Linked DNA regions of Oryctolagus cuniculus: region 1 is linked to region 2. The links are chromatin contacts, called in public Micro-C maps. All regions are on one chromosome and are shown on one strand. The core of a region is the stretch at or near the end of the contact, and the rest is flanking DNA. Distances in the headings are between cores, read along the strand shown. Region 1 holds the start of NCAPG2 (non-SMC condensin II complex subunit G2). Region 2 holds the start of ESYT2 (extended synaptotagmin 2).

The links. A called contact is a pair of places that touch in the nucleus more often than the background predicts.
Region 1: a Micro-C map of ear pinna shows a contact between it and region 2, with 4 times the contacts expected there. The contact joins the promoter of NCAPG2 here to the promoter of ESYT2 in region 2. A contact is called at or near these places in 3 of 6 Hi-C or Micro-C datasets (ear pinna, skin fibroblasts and an unstated tissue).

The regions. Positions count from the first base shown.
Region 1 is chr7:9,708,727-9,711,784 of mOryCun1.1, reverse strand. It overlaps NCAPG2 (non-SMC condensin II complex subunit G2), which reads right to left and starts at 1,574. Exons shown (of 29, transcript XM_051857033.2): 1 at 1,431-1,574; 2 at 871-1,016.
Region 2 is chr7:9,570,686-9,574,056 of mOryCun1.1, reverse strand. It overlaps ESYT2 (extended synaptotagmin 2), which reads right to left and starts at 1,264. Exons shown (of 24, transcript XM_051857038.2): 1 at 830-1,264. The coding sequence starts at 1,159.

The sequences.
Region 1 (3,058 bases), core at 325-2,824, 140 kb before region 2:
TTCTAACAACATTCTGACATAAAAACAAGTTATAGTATCTAAAGCACAACTTATTTTGGTTACTGAAAGTATTACCAACATAACGTTAATGACATGTTTTCATCAAGAAATCCGCGGGGCCCCAGGAAGCTCACCTTCTCGCCCTCTTTAGTGCCTTAGCAAGCCGCTGGTTCAGGCAGATTTGAGTCAATTCAACCAAAGAACGGGCTGATTCCAATTCTGAAGACTTCCTTTCTAAGGCATCATTCACCTCCATCAACAAAACCCCGGGCTTAGAGTCACTTGTTATTCCAAGTGAGAAGGAAAACAGCGCGGGGGGGGTCGCTGGGGAGCTCGTTAGTGCCCCGCCCTGGCAGGTCCTCGCATCCCGCAGGATAATGAGCGCCCAGGGGAAACTAAGTGAGCACGCTCCTCCCAGTCTGTTTCCCCAGCGAACCCCGGTTTACACGTGCGCCACCTGATGCTAACAGGTACCCCGCTAGAAAGACAAGCACCTAACGATGAAGCCACAGCCAATGAGGGTGCACCTGTGCAGCACAGGCCGTCCGCTTAAAAAATAAATAAAAATCGCCCGCGCTGGGATAATGACCGCTACGGATGGCACTAGGCGTCGTCACAACCCGGAACCCTAGATCTTCGTGTCCACGCAGAAACTCGCGACCCCCCACGTCACCACCCCCCGGGGAGCGCTGACCAGCACGGCCACGCACACACCGGGGCGCGGCAAGGCTGCCCGCTCTGCTTCCGCCCAACCCCGGCCGCTGCCGTCCGCTCCAGGCCCAGGCGCGATGCAGGGCGCCGGGCTGACCGCCCCGCTTCCCACTCCCGCGGTAACGGCCGCAGCGTCTGACCACGAACTGTTCAACTTACACTCAGTCCACGCCTCAGCACGGCGTCCCTTTAGGTTTCCTGCACCATCTGGGCAAAAGACCTGGCCCGTGCGGCCCGAGTGCAACTCCCAAGGGGAGCGCTCATCGCATCGCCCGGCTGTCCGTCTCCGGGGGGCAAGCCTGCAACTGCGTCAAGACGAGCGTCAGAAAGCTGTCGAGTTCCCCAGACCCGCTCCTCACGGAGGCACCGAACCCAGCCCCGGGCACTGCTACCGCGCAGGACTTGGCGCAGGAGGGGGTCCAGGGCTTGGGGGGCTCCGCTCCGGGACCAGGGCCGGGAGGTCCTCTCTCAGGCCAGGACCTCCGGGGGTCAGCCGAGTCCAGGGCTCGGGGTCCCCCCGCCCCACCCCGAGGCGGACAGCACAGTCCGGCTGCGCTGGCCGGGGCGCTGGCCGCAGCCTCCGTTCCCGTCAGAGCCGCTGGCGGCCCACGGGCTAAGTCAAACCCCGACTCCACCAGGCGGAGCCCGCCCGCCCGAACCCAGCTGTTCCCGCGGCCCCTACTTCGAAGCCGATCCCGCTCCGCAACCTCGGCGCTCACCAAGTCCCCGGGACCCGCCGTTTCCCGCGCTCGGAACAGATTCAAACGCACCCGCCGGCGCCCGCGACGGCTCCCGCCCTCCCGTGCGTCATCAAGCGCCGCTCTCGCGATAGCTGGAACGCCCGCCCATCCGCTCCCAGAGCAGCACGACTCCGCGAGCCACGCTCCCACGCCCCACCCCCGGGGCGGAGCCTCGGGCCGTCCCGCCCAGGCTTCCAGGCGCGCACGCGCGGCGCGCCTGCGCTGACGTCACCGCGCGGGTGGAGCCCGGCCGCCCTGCGTCCGAGGGGCGCGGTGCGAGCGCCCAGAAGACGCTGTGGCCAAGAGGTGGAGCAGCCGGAAGACGGCGAATCGCGCGTCAGGGCCGCGGCCGTGGGCGCCGCCCTACGCGGTGGGTCCTGACCCCGTGGGTCCGCTATCTGGCGCGGGAGGGGGCCCTGGCGGTGGCCAGTTAATGCCCAAAACCCTGCTGACCGCTCACCAACTTTAAATCTTTTGTCAGCTAATTATTTATTTATTATTTTTATTATTATTTTATTATTTATTTATTATTTTTGCATTTCCAGACTTTTTTTTTTAATGCAGCCACTTGGACTCCTTCGCTTTCTCAGTTTTTAGGAATTTATTTAAAAAAACTCATGTAGATACGTTTGTGGTGCTTGTTCCCCTCGTTCGGAGACATTTTGCGGTGGTTTATAATGAAAGCTTTATCAGTGGGTTGAATTCTCTTTCAGACGGTGACCAGCTGTCCATTTCAATCACTAGGTGCACGAAAAACGTCCTCGAAATAACCCCATTAGGGCCTGCGTGGGGCGCGGGAGTCCCTGGTCCCGAATGCTAGTGCCTGTTTTGTCCCGGTTCTGGTCCCAGCTGCTCCGCTGCCTGACCCAGCGCCCTGCGCACAGGCTGGGGAGGCGGCAGATGCCGGCTCAGGCGCCCGGGTGATGCCACCCTCCGGGAGAGGATGGAGGGGGTGCCGGCTCAGGTGCCCCGGTGCCTGCCACCCACAGGGAGACGATGGAGGGGGTGCCGGCTCAGGTGCCCGGGTGCCTGCTGCCCACAGGGAGAAGATGGAGGGGTGCCGGCTCAGGTGCCCGGGTGATGCCACCCACAGGGAGACGATGGAGGGGGTGCCGGCTCAGGTGCCCGGGTGATGCCGCCCACAGGGAGAGGATGGAGGGGGTGCCAGCTCAGGTGCCCGGGTGCCTGCCACCCACAGGGAGACGATGGAGGGGGTGCCGGCCCAGGTGCCCCGGTGCCTGCCACCCACAGGGAGAAGATGGAGGGGTGCCGGCTCAGGTGCCCGGGTGATGCCACCCACAGGGAGACGATGGAGGGGGTGCCGGCTCAGGTGCCCAGGTGATGCCACCCACAGGGAGAGGATGGAGCGGTGCCGGCTCAGGTGCCCGGGTGCCTTCCGCCCACAGGGAGAGGATGGAGGGGTGCCGGCTCAGGTGCCCGGGTGATGCCACCCTCCGGGAGACGATGGAGGGGGTGCCAGCTCAGGTGCCTGGGTCCATGAATGGGATGTCCAGGCTTGGCCTGGGCCTGGCCCAGACCTGGCCGTTCCAGCCATTTGGGGAGTGAACTGGCAGATGGAAGACCTCTTTCTCTCCCCGCCCCTTTGT
Region 2 (3,371 bases), core at 15-2,514:
TCAGGTTGATCCTATATAAAAATGTTCAGTCTCACAACAGTACACGCCAGAAAAAAAGAAAATTTCAATTATTCTACTAGAGCCAATTTTTCGGGGGACGCTCCTACTCTTGGATTGTGTCAGGAACAACCAAGAAATGGATGTGTCTTCTCAGAGCAGAAGAAAAGATCAACCTCTCCCCCCGGCCAGCTGCCACCACGTGAGCGAAGGACACGCGGACCACTCCCGGGTCTGCAGCGGTGCCGGGAGAGGACACGCACGACCGCGCGGGTGGCTCCGCGCATACCAGAGGCGCGAGTCACGGCTCCCGCGCAGAGGGGCACAGCCAAATTAGGCAGCGCGCCCCGCAGGCGACCTGCTGCGGGAGCGGGGGTCTCCGGGGGGGGGGGGGCAGGGCAGGGTCAGCGAGGGGAGCGGCTGGGGCGGGGACCTGGGAGGACCCCGGGGTGGGCGGAGGGGCTGTCGGACAGCGATCGGGACCCCGGGACAGGAGCTGGTGGGCGGGGAGGCTTTGACAGCGATGCGGGAGACGGTGGCTGACTCAGACCGGGGGTCCACACGGCGCAGACCCCCGACTCGGGGCGGGGATCCCGGAAGCGTGGACCTAAGGAGCAGCGGCAGGGGTCCGGCCGGGGGCAGATCTCCGCCCCCCACTCCCCTGTACCTCGGCCCGAGTTTGGGGGGGCCAAGGGTCTGGGGGCGCGGGCCCCTGACTCCGGGAGGCTGCAGCTCGGACTCGGGCCGTGCGGACTCCGCCCGGGCAGGTGTCTACACCGGGTCCGGAGCCCCGGCTCCGGCCGGGCTGGGGCGGGGCCCGCGCGGCACTCACCCAGGCCGGCAGGTCGCAGGCGCGCACCCCCAGGCGCACGGCGCGCTCCTCGTCCTCCAGCAGCGCCAGCGCGCGGCACAGGCGGCTCGCCTTGAGGCCGCGGCTCCGGCGGCACCAGGCCAGCAGCCCCAGCGCCAGCAGCACCCAGCTGAAGCTCAAGCCCAGGTAGCCGAGCGCGTACACCGGCAGCAGCAGCGCGAAGCTGCGCGCCAGCTGCGCCAGCAGCCCCGGCACGTCCACGCTCAGGGCGCCGCCGGGAGGCTCGGCCGCCGGGCGATCGCCGGCCCGGCCAGCCCCGGCCTCCGGGCTCTCGTCCTGGGCGCCGCTCATCGCCGAGCCGAGCCGCGCCGCCCTCCCCGGCTGAGGCGGGAGCGCCGCTACCGCGCCAGCGCCCCTCTGAGGGGGGACGGCGGGCGCCGTCGCGAACACGCCCGCCCGCCCGGCGCTGGGTGGGCGGGGCGTGACGTCATCACGCCGGTGGGCGGGGCGCGGCTCCGCGGGCAGGAAGGCGCCCGCTACCTGGGGCGTCGCGCGAGTGGGCGGGGCCGACGTGTGCCGTCATCACGCGGAAGGAAAAGGGCGGGCTCCGCGAGGGGGCGGTGCCCTTCCCAGCCCGGCCATGGCGGGCGTGGCGGGCCGCTCCCTCGCACGCAGCTGGACCTCGGCGCCCGGCGGCCTGACAGTCTCGGGCTGTGTACTTTGAGGATGATAAAAACAGAAACTGGACAGCCTTCCCTGAGGGGAAGCGCGGGGCCGAGAAGCTACCGTGTTGTTCGTGCTGTATATTGCTTTTCGTTTTGCCAGTCCCTCAGCTAAGATTTGCAAAACCCGCGGCGGTACATAGGGCGCAAGGATGAAGAATGATGGAATGTTGGCTCAAATTCGCGGGGGGCTTGGGGGTCCCCTTTGAGATGCGCGACCCCAGCGCCGCGCCCCGCCACGGGAGACTGTGACTCAGCACTGGGGTCGGGCCTTCGCTTTCCTCTTAACTCACAGGAACACAACTATTGATCGCTTTTTCATTTTCCCAGTAAATTCCATCAGCGCAGTTACAGTTGTTTTGCATTATTCTTGAAGCCAAACACAGCACTAGCGGGGAACATCCTGTTCGAATGCTCTTGAGCTTATCTCGTGAATTCTGAGCAAATTTGGGGGCAACTGGGAAAAAAAATTTAAAAACCAGGCCATGGGAGGTACTGAATGAAGAAGACAAGTGCGGGGGTGTCTGTGCCTCCCCTCAACGTGTGCCTGCGTGATTGTGTGTGCGTCTGTGTGTGGGTGGATTATATCACGGGTGATACAGCCTCCGTGGCTCGGGAGTCGGAACCCACGCCAGGCAAGCGCAGGAAACCCAGCGGGAGAAGGAAGTGGTTAAAGTGCGATCAACCCCCTTCCCCACGCAACAGGTCAATGCTCTTAATGACGGTCTCATCTCATCCAAGGTCGCGTTTCAGTCATGTTGGATAACTGCCTTAACACAGGGAGGAGCGTGAGCTTGTCTTTTGCAGCCGTCGCTCCGAAGTGGAATCGCATCCTACAAAGCCGTGTGTCGGCACAAGGCACCTAAGGGATCCTGTATGGTCTGCGATCATGACTTGACCCAGGGACCCGGCGGGTAGAGTAGTCATTGCGTGGTAGTCAGCCCCCGCCTTGTCACTCCCCGCCGAACTCGGTGCCCGTCCCTGTCCAGTCGGACTCGGTTCTCTGCCAATATGTATGCCCCGAAGTCTCCTGCGGCTTCTTCGTGTCCCCTGTGTCCGTTCTTTGTGTAGACAGAACTCCAAGGACAGGTGCGGCTCTCTGGGAGGAAGTGGTGTTACTCTGAGCGCTGCAATGCACAGCGAGGAAGTCTCCGCCCTTGTAGTTTCAGAGAAAAGTGCTGCTTTTCTGCCCAACTCCAGTCCTCTCTGCTTCGTTTCAGATCTCAGTCCCTGACATCTGTGCACAGTGTCGCATGCAGGGCCAGGAATACCCACTCTGCTCTCTTTGGTGCTACCAGCCAAAAATGTTTGGCCCATACTGGGGCTCCGAAAATGATACCCTAGCGTGAAGGCCTCAGAAGCAAAGTTTCTCTGATTTTTGTCCTTTCTGTCTCTTCTTGCCCACCCCCCCCCAAACAAACAATTGACTAAACTAGACTTTCTCTTCGCCAAAGTGGGTCAGAGAAAGATAAACCCCTTCTTCCCATAAAACCCAACTGTGTTCACTTTCTCCCAGCTTTCTGCCTTGCAGCTGGCCATAAAGAAATTCTCTGACACACCTCATCTGATAGTACATCATAAACCCACGTTTCAGGAGTCCTGCCCCTCACCTGGAAGAAAGGAGTCCTGTAAAAGAAGAATCCGGACAGACAGGCCTTACTGGGTCTCCCCACTCAGGCTGTTAGTTTTGGATCATTCCCTTTTTCTCTGCACAGCTGTCCATGCTTCTTGGAACCTAGGCATAAAAATACATTGTTCACTCTATGTCCTTATTCTGTCATGTAAAACTATCATCAAATAAGGTGGTTGTGCTTTTCTCTTATTAACCCGCCTTTTGGAAA